Regions from separate parts of the Sus scrofa genome. Here region 2 is linked to region 1. A link is a contact called in public HiChIP or PLAC-seq data. All regions are on one chromosome and are shown on one strand. Each heading gives the region's core, a stretch centred on a gene start, on an enhancer-like site or on the middle of the called end of the contact. The rest is flanking DNA. Distances are from core to core; before and after follow the strand shown. Region 1 overlaps THADA (thyroid adenoma-associated protein). Region 2 overlaps THADA (thyroid adenoma-associated protein).

Region 1 (6,091 bases), core at 672-3,171:
TGATGCAGTTGTAATATTATATTTTACATTTTAAAATCCTGTTTTTAAACAGTAGAAATTGACAGAACACTGTAAACCAACTATAATGGAAAAAATAAAAATCATTAATTAAAAAAAGTTTTTGGTGTTTTATGTAAGTCACCTATACTTTAATAAAAAAAAATTTTCTAAGTAAAGTTAGGTTTTTTTAGAAGCACATGGTGATTTCTTCTAAGAATCATTTTCTTCCTCCTAGATTTAAAAATTGCTGGGTTTATATAATGAGTTTGCTTTAAAACACCCCTGTCATCTTTTTATTACCGGCCTGTTACAGCTGACTAATCTGGTCACGTATGATCCAAAATGATACTGTTCTGGAGTTCCCATCGTGGCGCAGCAGAAACTAATCCGACTAGGAACCATGAGGTTGTGGGTTCGATCCCTGGCCTTGCTCAGTGAGTTAAGGATCCGGTGTTGCCATGAGCTGTGGTGTAGGTTGCAGATGCGGCTCGGATACCGCGTTGCTGTGGCTCTGGTGTAGGCCGGTGGCTACAGCTCCGATTAGACTCCTAGCCTGGGAAACTCCATACGCCACAGGTGTGGCCCTAAAAAGACAAAAGACCAAAAAAAAAAAAAAGAAATGATACTGTTCTACTTGAGCGAAGATGGCCAGTGACCCTGGAAATACAAAATAAGCTATTAAGAGGCTTTCCAGTCTGATCCGGGCAGATAAAATTCACCATTGTCCTTTTTATCATGTTCTGTGGCTGAAAGTGGAATTTTTAGTATGGACGTCTTAGAACATGGGCAATTTTATTCTTCTAGCAGTTTTTGCACTTGGCATGAAATTGTACAATTGTCTGTGATGGGAAAATAAAATCGCATCAACGAATTTTACTTTTGTTCATAATACATTTCCTCACATTAGTAATTTGTGCAGACAGGCTTTTCGGGCCCTAGTAAATGACCAATAATGCTTTCTTAAGTTCATTTGGGTGTCGAAATTTTCACATTTCACACTCTGCAACAGGCTTCTCTCAACTCTGATCAGCTCAAATCAAAATAGCAGACTCAAATTATCAAATTATTAGCTTTGAGAAGAGAATCATGTGCAAAAGTCCAGTCCACAGCTTTGCCAGTGTTTCTTCCTTATTTGCACATTAAGAAAACATGAAGTGAATGAAGGGAAAAATATGAAAAAAGAAAATTATCCCTGATCTTAGACTCTCACCTGATATACATAATTATTTGCTGAGAAAAAAGTGTTTGAAGACAGTGCCTCACTACTTAAGTTTTAAACCTTTTATGTACAACATTTTTTTTTTCCAGTGATACCGGAGAACTAAACCGTCATCCCAGCATGTTTCTCTTACTTTTGGTGTTGGGGAGACTCTACCCTTCCCCGATGGATGGCACCTGTTCTGCTCTCAGCATGGCACCTTTTATTCCCTTTATTATGAGGTACTGTGTGCCTCATGGAGGTAATGGGAGTGGGCAGGGGGGCTTTATGGGGTTATTTAATCCTTTCCTTGTTTCCGAAATTATAGATTTTTTTTTCCTTTAACCTTTGGGAGGGGTCTTGTAAGGCAGGGGCCTGGGAGTTATTGCCTATTGCTGTTGGGTGTCACCATGGATTTAGGCTCTCACATCTACCGCGTAAGTAGTGTTTCCTGGGAGCCCTGCCTGCTAATGGCCATGCAGTGTTGTTAGGAGATACCCCCTTCGATAAACATAGCCTTGGTGTTTGCACTATTCCTGTGCCCAGCCTGGCCAGCATGGGGCAGGCAGTTCTGGCAGATAGCCTGTGTCCAGAGGTTCAAGAGGACACCTGACTCTTCACTCTGCACAACTTTGCTGGTGGCTGCAAGGGGTAGCATCTAGGTGGCAATGCTATGTAGCATGAATTCATGTCCCCACTCATCGTCCCTTTCAAGCTTGGGGTACCTGAGAAAAAGCAACGAGTAAAGCTCACGTGTGGAATCAAATGATAAGAGGTTTTTCTGCTTCTACAGACTATTACCACTTCCTCTGTACTTTTTTTTTTTTTTTTTGAGGTATTTGCCAGCTTCTGATCCCCTTTTTCATTTTGGATCAGTCTTCACTAAACAGGTTCTGGAGAGTATTGAAATTTTCTGATGAAATATTTTAGAAGCCCTGACACTTTAGTTAGCTTTTACCTTCCTGCATACCTCTTGACACAGCAGCACCTTCTTTTTTATATAGCTACCAAAAATTGAAGCAGACTTAGAGCAGAAGGATGAAGCAGACCCAACTCAAGAGAGTGTACTTGTTATTTATGTGGTGTCCTGGGTTCCACTTCCTGGTTTCACAGAGCTGACTGATGCATTTTAATGTGAGAAACCATTAAACACAGATTCTGGTGTGTGATTGCTGTAGCCATTTGTTTGCGCCAAGCGCCGGCTGTGGTGGTGTTATCTGTGATCTCAGAGATGACTCACGCAGATTGGTTTTTGTTTCTTGATACACAGAGTTACCAGCCTCCCTTATCCAGCATTGGGTGATTCATTTTAGGAATTTGGGTCATAAATTTTACTTTCAGGAGCATTGAAAAATTGTACTTTCACATATAACTGGGAAGAACTAAAAATTATTTCAGCAAGTTGATGGAGGAGGGGGGAAGGCACATGTACAGACTCACAATGTACCGTAGAAACAAAGACACGATTAGAACTTCAGCATCCTGTGTGGAGAACATTCCGTCTGTGGAAGCTTATTACTAATCCGTCTGTTATGTGTTGCATCCTAGAAATGAGAAGTTACTACATTGACAGTGTCCTTCCTAACTGTTATTAGTTGTCATATAATCAGAATGCTCATATTACTAATTCAGAGCACCTAGTTACATATACAAAGATTGCACTAACGTGGAGGATTTAAACATTGCCTTAAGGCCGGTGTAGTCGGTGCATCGTGGGGTTTTTTTTTTTTTAGCTCAAAAAACACGAAGAAAGAAATGTACAATTCTTCTGTCCTTCCAGTGAACATGCCTTAGACAGTGATTGCTTTCTACCCGGACAGAGATTCCTAGAGCACCACCACCAGCAGAAACAGAGGTTCCTTAGAGTGTTAGTAGGCTCTGATATATTGAATGTCCATATGTGTTATAGACAGTGCTGCTCAAACTTTAAGATATAAATATATCATTTGGGGATCTCATAAATTCTGATTCCATAGGACTGGGCTGGGGCCTGAGATTTCTGCATTTCCCATCAGTTTCCAGGTCATGCTGATGCTGTGGGCATGCAGATCACAACTTGAATAGCAAGATTAAATTTGGGACAGTACACATTATCAGAACTACACACATGATAGTTGTTTTGTTTTTGTTTTTGTTTTTACTTTTTTAAAACTTTATTTAAATGTATATGTTTTTATTTTTCTAATTATTACAGCACTGCATTTTTTCTAAACATGCTGAAATACAATAAACTGTAAAGAAGAAAATAAAAATCATCCATAATCCTACTACCTAGAGACAGCTAAAATTTATATTAACTTTTAGTCAGAGAGATGATTTTAATAAACTCTACAGTAGTAGGAGCCTACTTGGTCATTGCTTAGTCTATTCAGGAAGTTTATTAGAAGTAGCTTTTGATCAGGAGTACAGAGAACAAGCAAGAAGGTATTCTAAGCAGAGAAGTCAGTAGGAAGTAGACCAGCCCTTGTTGAGCCTCTGCTGTTTGCCAGGCACTGAACTGGGCATTCGCTTACAGTGACTCTGAGAGGAAATTATCCCTGTTGAGGAAACTGAGGTTCAGGGAATGAGTGCGTTATAGAGCTGGAATATGAACCCAAGCTGTAGGGCTTATCAAGAGTGTCGGGAGTACTCTTTGTGTCGTTGTTGTTGTTTTTAAGGGCTGCTCTTGTGGCATATGGAAGTTCCCAGGCTAGGAGTCAAATCGGAGCTACAGCTGGCAGCCTTACACCACAGCCACAGCAACACCAGATCCAAGCCACGTCTTTGACCTACACACAGCTCATGGCAACGCTGGATCCTTAACCCACTGAGCGAGGCCAGGGATCAAACTCACATCTTCATGGATACTAGTCGAGTTGGTTACCACTAAGCCGCAACGGGAGCTTCCAGGGTGTCCTCTTTCCATTACACCAAAATAAACAACTCCCTTTTGTGTAGGCAAGAGTTTTAACTATGCTGAGTAGGCCCATGGGCCCTGAAATTTATGCACCTAGGAATGATTAGGAGCCTATATCCAGTCAGTGGATCATAGTGCAGACTGACTTCAGGGTACAAAAGTCACGCTCCACCAACAGTGGAATCAGCTCCTTACCTTGCTTTTCCAGCAGTGGAGGGCTGATTGGATACAGCCCTTTTCTCAGGCTCGCATCAATGGAGTCATTGCTTAGGGGCATGGGGTTGGTCTGTGACCAGAGGTGGGAGAAGGCTGGCTTTTTCTTGAAAAGAAAGTGGAAGAATCCTAGACTTAGAGTTAGGAAAACTAGTTTTGGGTTTTATCAACCCACTGCTGGGGCAGCCTTATGCTACTCTAAAAATGTTCCCAATCACACCAAGGAGATGAACTGTAAACAGATCTTTTTAAAAATAGTGAATTTGGTAAAACTAGTACACATTTAAATTACTTCTGAGAAAATTATCTGTGAAGAAAGTGAAAGATTGATGATAAAACCTGTCATTCCAAACAGTGTTTGTGGTTCTAGTTGCGGTAAAGTTTGGGCTGTTTGGGCTTGGGATAATAGCTGAAAAGATGGATGTATGCACAACTGGAATGGGCAGTGTTGTATTTTTATGGTATTGCTAATGTTAATTTATGTAGCGGGAAGACCTCTAATCAGGCTCTTGGATACTCTGAGGTTAGCTCAAGAGAAATTTTTCAGCTAGTGGGAGTAGCACAAAGGTTACTCTGACTGTGCTAAAGTGAATCAGTTGGGGTGGGGGGATGTGCTTGGGCTGTGGGATGGAAATCCTGTGAAATCAGATTGTTAGGATCGTGGTACAACTACAGATGTGATAAATTCATTTGAGTAATAAAAAATTAAATTAAAAAAATAAATAAAGCGAATCAGTTGTACAATGAGGAGATGATTAAAAGCCCTAAAGACAGCTTTTTCTTTCCCTTTGATTTACATGTACTTACCTGCCATTTCGTTGCTCTCTGTGAGGTATTTGTAAGTAAGTGTTAGTTGTGTTTTGTCCCTTATTCCACATTTGGCAATGTAAGCTCATATCTGTTGCCTTTTTTGTTGCCTTAACTCTTACAGTTTCTGATTTGATTTTCCAAAGTTAGGCATGTGTGCAGCTATGATTTGTTGCATCATCTTGGAACAGAAGTGATAATGTTAATCCCAACATTTTGTTTACAGGGTTCTTAACAATCCAGTGTGTTTTATGTGCCTGATGCCATGCTGTATCCAGACACATGACCCTTTACCATGCACAGGGGATGCTTTCAATTTAAGGCCATTCACCCTTCAGTTTAGATACCACGAAGCAGAGTGACTCATGTCTTAAAAGGGACCCTGACTAACTCCCTGAATACATTTCACTAGTGTCCCCTTGAGACTTTTCTAGAGACCAAAATATCTCTGGACACACACCTTCGAATCTCCTTTCATAAACAGGTTTCAAATTTGAATTGAAGAGCTGTAGGAAACCAAGTATTTCCCAAAGCCAGGTGACAGAGCATGGGGCCCTGACCAGAGCAAAGGCCCTGGACTCAAGAGACTTGGTTCTCTCTAAGCTCTGCCATTTATTCACTGGCTGGTTGAGCAAGGTTCTTACCCTCCCTGGACCAGTGTGGTACCTGTGTATGTGGGTTCCACTTGAGACAGAAAGTGCCTTCTGTTAACTGAGGTTAATACCTGCGGGAAAAGTCCCTCCACTGCCTTTTATTCACAATTGGATGCTTTTAAAAGGATTTCCCCACCCTCCCCCTTTTTTTGACTTATTTTCATTGCCAAAGATTTTCAGTATGTTTTCCCAAAATCATTTCAGTCCTTGTTCACTTTAGATAAATTCTCAGTTAAATCTACTTTTCTTTTCTCTGAAAAAAACTGAGGTACAAATAACCATACGATCTTAATTAAACATGTGGCAATGGAAATCACCTATCCC
Region 2 (6,221 bases), core at 1,058-3,557, 160 kb after region 1:
CCCAGGGCTGTACAACAATTTGGTGAACCCGCTCCTTGGACCCTGTTTCTCTGTGTCATTGTTTGTTCAGTTCATCATTTATTCAACAAACATTTGTTATTGGGGGAAATGGGAGACGAATGGCTTCTTGGAGGACAGCTCATTAGAACTGAAGCTTAAAGGTTAGATATAATTTGAGTGAGAGAAGACGGCAACGATGGGGAGCATTCCAGAAAGACAGGGTTGGCCAGGTGTGAGGCATGTGCAGGAAAGGAATAAATTAGTAGGCAAGTCTTCATACGCACAGAGGATGAGGTGAAAGGAAGCTGGGATGCAGCAGAGGAGCTTTGGATCAAGCAAGACTCTTTCTCTGATCCAACCTGCTCCAGCACTGGGTGGAGGGAGCATATTGGCTCCCATGACTGAGAGTTCTGGGGTCAGGGCTGGCTTCAGATGTGGCATGATGCAAGGGCTCAGACAGTGTCCCAAGGACCTGGTTTCTTGCCATGTTCTTCCTCTGTCCTTAGGTTGGTTCTGTTTTCAGATAAGCTCTCACTCCCCTGGAAGTTCTAAGATGCAGCAGCTGCTCTAGCCTTTGCATCTTGGTTTATTCGAGGCCTGTGTCACTCAAATCTCTTTTAAAGGCTTTTTTTAATGACTGTAGTTGGGTTCCAGGCCCATCCCGGAACTAATCTCTGAGGCAAGGATGATGATGATGCCCTGAGTGGCTTAGACCTGGGGTAGGTGCTCATGCTTGGGGCGGGGGGCAGGATAACCACACCCAAACCACATGGGCCAAAATTGTGGAAGGGCTGATTCTCCAGGAGAAGACTGGGGCACAGCCATCCAGAGAAGGCAAATGGAAGCTAAGCCCACAAAAACAGCAGATGTCCACGGAAACTGGGAGAGCCACGGCAGTGAATCTGGATATCATTTGCACCAGAAAACCAGTAAAAACTTTTGAACAAATAAGTAACATGATCAGAGCTATACATTAAGATTAATTCAGCTACAGTTTAATAGCTGCCATGTGCTTGGCACATGGTAGGGGATCAGTAACTATATATTGAAAGAGGGAGATAAATGGATGGATTAGGGGTGGGGAGAGAGAGAAATTAAAGGTAAGGGAGCATTTGTAGAAGACTCTGGTAATAGTTTGGGAGAGGAGCTAGCCAAGGAAGTAACCAAGCCCCATCAAGAAGACCAAGAGGTTCCATTGTCATGAACTCACCTAAGGAAAAATGAGCAAGGACAGAGTTGGTCAGCCATGCCGCTCACCATCAAAAGATCTGGTCAAAGAGAATAAGGATGGAGGAAATGTCCTAAGTGAGAGTTGAGAGAGAAGGTCCAGTAGTGGGAAGGTCAGAAGCCAGCTTCAAGGAGTTTAAAAGTAAGGAGGAGGCCACTCTGTAACAGTCATCAATCTTCTTATCCGGCCCCCTTCAAACTCAGCAAAAAAATGCTCCTTCATGTCCATGAATCCTTTGTGCAGCAGCTCATTCCATCCCCAGGACCTTCCTCCAGCCACGGCGCCCTTTTCTCCCATATGTCTGCAGGCTCTCCTCCTCCCTCTCCAGGCTCTCTCTCCTGTCCTAACACTGCGTTTCCCAGACCCTGCTCTGCTTTCAAGCTAATGTTTCAAAAGAATCATTAGAGACGTTTTCAAGTGGGGGAGGACAGAAGTTTGAGCTTATGCTGAATGTCTTTTGTAGAAAACAAGATTATCTGGAAGAATGAGTGGTTAAGGGAGTAAAGATATAGGGACAGGGAGAAGGTTGGGACAGTTTATACAGCGGTTCAGTTAGGAGGCACCACCCTGTAGGTCCAGAATATTTTCATCACCCTCCAAAAAAATCCCGTATCCATGAAGCAGCCACTCCCTAGTCTCCCCTCCCTTTCCAGTCCCTTGCAGCCACCAATCTGCTTTCAGAGTCTCTGAATTTTCATAGTAGGGACTTCAAAGAGATGGTTGAGTGGGAAGGCGAGGGGATCGTGTAGAGGTAGAAGGCGTTTGCTGATCGGCCTGAGTCAGAGATGAAGCAAAGAAGGAACAGCCTCTACTGGAAAGGGAGGAGTATGGCAGCTTCTGCCAGGACCAGAAAGCTAGGGAAAGGATGAAAAACATGGAGAGTGTGCTCACAGTAGAGCAGATTTGGATTAAGAGCACTTTTCCTAGTAGCTTTTAAGGAAACCCATTCCCCGAGCCTTGGGGCGCGTCTGAATAAAGCATGAGGATAGGGAGGAAATGAGAGGAGGTTTTATAGGCGATTCCTGAGAGAGCCCATAGCAGGGGGCTCTGTTCCCTCCCCTTGATTGTAAAATGTGTGACCTGAGACAAGGTGGCTCAGGACTGTGTGCTGGTCACCAGAGCTGAACACGGCTCCCTGACAGCCTTCCCACCTCCCCGGGGGTCCCCAGTTCTGCGTGCATTTCCCAAATCAGTGCTGCTGGGCATTGTGACAGATAGAGGGTCCTGGGATTCGGGTTTGGGGGCTTCTGTTTTTAGAGAACAGACAAATAGCTTTTAAGGGGAAGGAAACAGGACACCAGCGAGCTTCGTGTCTGTGTTCTCTTCCAAGAGTGCTGCTCCGTAATGTAATTGTATTCAGACATTTTTTTTGCATGACATCAGGGAATAGCCTCCCTTAAAAGCTTTCATGAAAAAGCACAACTATAAAACAGACTCAGGCAATGAAATGGAAACCAGACGAGTGGGTCTGTGTAATTCGGGTAAAGAGATTTCTCCTTATGGCTTTGTGATCCGATCTCTGCTCTCTGCATAAAAGTCTATTTCACAGGATCCACTTACATATGAGTCTTACCTTGCAGGTGCTTCTAGACATAAAATGTCTTGCTTTCTTAGCAAACGTGATGAGGTGTAGGAAAACAAGGGTTCCCTCCGCAGTGGCTGTTCAGACCACCCTCCTCTGCCTGCCCCCTTTCCAGCCCTCTGAGTCTAAACCTCTGTCCTTGGGTGAGCCAACCAGCAGCAGGGAGGGAGGGCTGGCCCCTCTTCGCCTCTTTCGAGCCCTATGTACCCCTCCATCTGTCCACCCCTCCCACCCCTGCTCAGGGCTAGTCTTTGGGACATGTGTCCGGGGGAGCAATACTCACTGAGGAGCCCTTTTCTTAACCCCACCCCCTTTAATTTAAAGACACAAGGGTATAAAATTGAATTTCCCACCATCCTCTATTCTTGGCACACCCTCTGGCTCCGTCCCCAAGGAGATCTTTTCTTTCTGTATTTTTTTTTTATTAAGGTGAAATTCACGTAACATGCAATTAACCATTTTAAAGTATACCACACGGTGGCATTTGGTAATTCATAATATTGTGCAACCATCACCACCCTGTAGGTCCAGAATATTTTCATCACCCTCCAAAAAAATCCCGTATCCATGAAGCAGTCACTCCCTATTCTCCCCTCCCTTCCTAGTCCCTTGCAGCCACCAATCTGCTTTCTGAGTCTCTGAATTTCTCTATGTTGGCTATTTCATAGAAATGGAATCATATAATGTATGACCCTTCCTGCCTGGCTCTTTTCACTAGGCAGAGTGTTTATAAGCGTCATCCATATTGTAGCATGTAGCAGTGCTTCATTTATTTTTATGCTCAAGTAATAATGTGTAGTATGGATGTACCATATTTTGTTTATCCTTCATCCAGTGATGGATACTTGGGTTGTTTCCGCCTTTTGGCTACTGTGAATAACGCTGCTGTGAACATTCATGCACAAGCGGTTGTTTGAGTACTTATTTTCAGTTCTTCTAGATGTATACCTAGGGCTAGAGTTGCTGGATTATATGGCAGTTCTGTGTTTAACTTTGAGAAACTGGCGGTCCTTTCTTGACGGAGTCTCCTAGGTCTGCTCTGACGAGGAATAACAGGGGTGGACCACCCCTTCCTCACCCTCTAAGACACATTGACCTCATCCTGCTAGATCTAGAGAGAAACTGAAGGAATAAGCCAGAGGAAGCAGGAGTCTTTCTGGAAATGAAGAAGTCACCAAAGAGGTACTGAAAAGGCTGGACTCAGGCAAGGCAAGAACTTAGTAAGATAGGGACTCAACAGCCTGGAGTGAAGGAAGATGGGAAGCTAATACCTGCATGGCTGGTATGGCCCATGCACTCGTGATGGGGCATGAAAAAGGAGGGCCAGGAACTTACTTATTCCCGTAACTATGGGGGCAGGGGAGCCAGGCAGAATGAACCCTTCTGCTAAGGAGTTAAGACACTCTGGCTTCAAGGAGCCACTGAAAAGCTTTTTTTTTTTGGCCTCAGCAGCGTGCGGTACTTGATGTGGGATCTCGGTTCTCAGACCAGGGATTGAACCTGAGCCATAGCAGCGAACGTGCTAAATCCCAAGCACTAGACCACCAGGGAACTCTCACTGGAGACCTTTAAAACAAAGGGTTAGAAAGATTGCCCGGACCACAGGGTAGAGGAGGGATGGCTTGGAGACAATGAAGACAAGACTGGAAGCAAGGAGGCAGGTTGGAAGGTTGCCCTTGTTCCAAAGGAGGACGTGTGAGGGTGAACCTCAGAGCGGGGGTGGACAGGTGCAGTTGTCAGGACAGGTGACTGTGGATACAGAGGTGAGGACCAGAGGCGGGATGCCAGGGACAAGAAAGGAACTCTGAGGACGAAATTTAGAGGAGACTCGCTTCCTTTCTGTCCCTTCAAGCCCACAGAAATCTCAAAACGAGTTCAGTGTATTTTGGCCTCACCATTTTGACCTGGAGGACATGGCAACTCATGTAAATACAGATTTTTAATCTGAATTATACTAACATTGATCAGTTTTCATCAAGAAATTATTTTCTGGAGTTCCTGTCTTGGCGCAGCAGAAACGAATCCAACTAGGAACCATGAGGTTGCGGATTCCATCCATGGCCTCAATCAGCAGGTTAAGGATCCAGCGTTGCCATGAGCTGTGGTGTAGGTCGCAGACGCGGCTCGGATCTGCCGTTGCTGTGGCTGTGGCATAGGCCGGCAGCTACAGCTCCGATTCGACCCCTAGCCTGGGAACCTCCATATGCCACGGGAGCGGCTCAAGAAAAGGCAAAAAGACAAAAAAAAAAAAAAAAAAGGCAAAAGACAAAAAAAAAACCAATAAATTATTTTTCACCGTAACTCTATCAGACCAATTTAATTCCTTCATCCATTTTCCACATAGAAAAGTTAAAATTTTCTAATGTTCTGCCTTATTTTCTTAAGTTTTAATTCTTTTACCTATAAACTTAACAATGAAGATTTACTTTTTGGTCAATAATTTTACTCAATACGAGTTTTACCATAGCTGGTTTTAGATTTTGTCAGTTTTGGTTTGGAAGGGGTTTGGGGGCCGCTGGAGTGACAACGCCAGATCCTTAACCCACAGTGCCACAGAAGAACTCCAGGGGTTGCGTTTATTTGTTTGTGTTTGGATATTTATTTCCACCAGGTCACATTTCCCCTCCAGTTGTTATTGTTATTATTTGCAGTTTTCAGTGTCACAAAAAGACATCTTTGGCCAGTTGTCATAAATTTTATCATGTGCTATTCAGCCATCGTCAGTCTAGTTTTATGTTGATTGTTTTCACCAGCAACATTCATGGCGAGATCAAAACATCCTCAAGGTCAAAAACAACCTGCTTCTTCCCAGATTTCCTCTTCATCTGAATCTCTCCTCCCCCGCCTCCCCACTCTCCAGAGGGCTGATACTGAAAGCAAAGGAGCTGTTCTGGGCAGGGGACTCCAGGGCCTCAAAACCCTTAACACCCAGATGCTCTCCGGGCAGCTCATTTAAATCCAGCCAGCCACAAGTTTGATTTTTTTTTTTTTTTTTTTTTTTTTTTTGTCTTTTTAAGGCCGTACCTGCGGCATGTGGAAGTACACCACAGCCCCAGCAACACAGGATCCAAGCTGCATCTGCGACCTACACCACAGCTCATGGCAACACCGGATCCTTAGCCCACTGATGGAGGCCAGGGCTCGAACCCACATCCTCATGGATACTAATTGGGTTCCTTACCGTTGAGCCACAACAGAAACTCCAAATTTGATCTTTTCTCCCTTTTAGTTGCTAAAAACTCAGAGCCTCACTGCTCTCTGTTCTCTGGTCATTTCTTTCCTGGCTTGTTTTGAGCCTCTCCCTTCCCCTCCCTCCCCCAGGCTTCTCTAAGCTCAGCCCCCCCCCCCATCCCCCGGCCCAGGGTCATGGCAGCAGGCAGTTTCCGATGTCTTTGGGAGGCAGGCCGCAGT

The links. HiChIP or PLAC-seq counts read pairs in DNA pulled down with a chosen protein or histone mark.
Region 2: an H3K27ac HiChIP or PLAC-seq map of skeletal muscle shows a contact between it and region 1. The contact joins two enhancer-like sites. A contact is called at or near these places in 1 of 47 Hi-C or Micro-C datasets (fibroblasts) and 1 of 2 datasets of contacts at active chromatin or transcription factors (skeletal muscle).

What each region holds. Positions count from the first base shown.
Region 1 is chr3:97,014,035-97,020,125 of Sscrofa11.1, forward strand. It overlaps THADA (thyroid adenoma-associated protein), which reads left to right. Exons shown (of 40, transcript XM_021088406.1): 30 at 1,309-1,440. Among named protein-coding and RNA genes, the nearest start is that of THADA, 140 kb to the left of the region's middle. Within about 2 kb of position 1,922, at least 31 of the 83 cell types and tissues checked have an H3K27ac peak or open chromatin away from gene starts, as enhancers often do. A contact at or near this core is called in skeletal muscle, where this site is marked.
Region 2 is chr3:97,176,649-97,182,869 of Sscrofa11.1, forward strand. The region is part of intron 38 of THADA (thyroid adenoma-associated protein); the gene reads left to right. Among named protein-coding and RNA genes, the nearest start is that of ZFP36L2, 21 kb to the right of the region's middle. Within about 2 kb of position 2,308, at least 31 of the 83 cell types and tissues checked have an H3K27ac peak or open chromatin away from gene starts, as enhancers often do. A contact at or near this core is called in skeletal muscle, where this site is marked.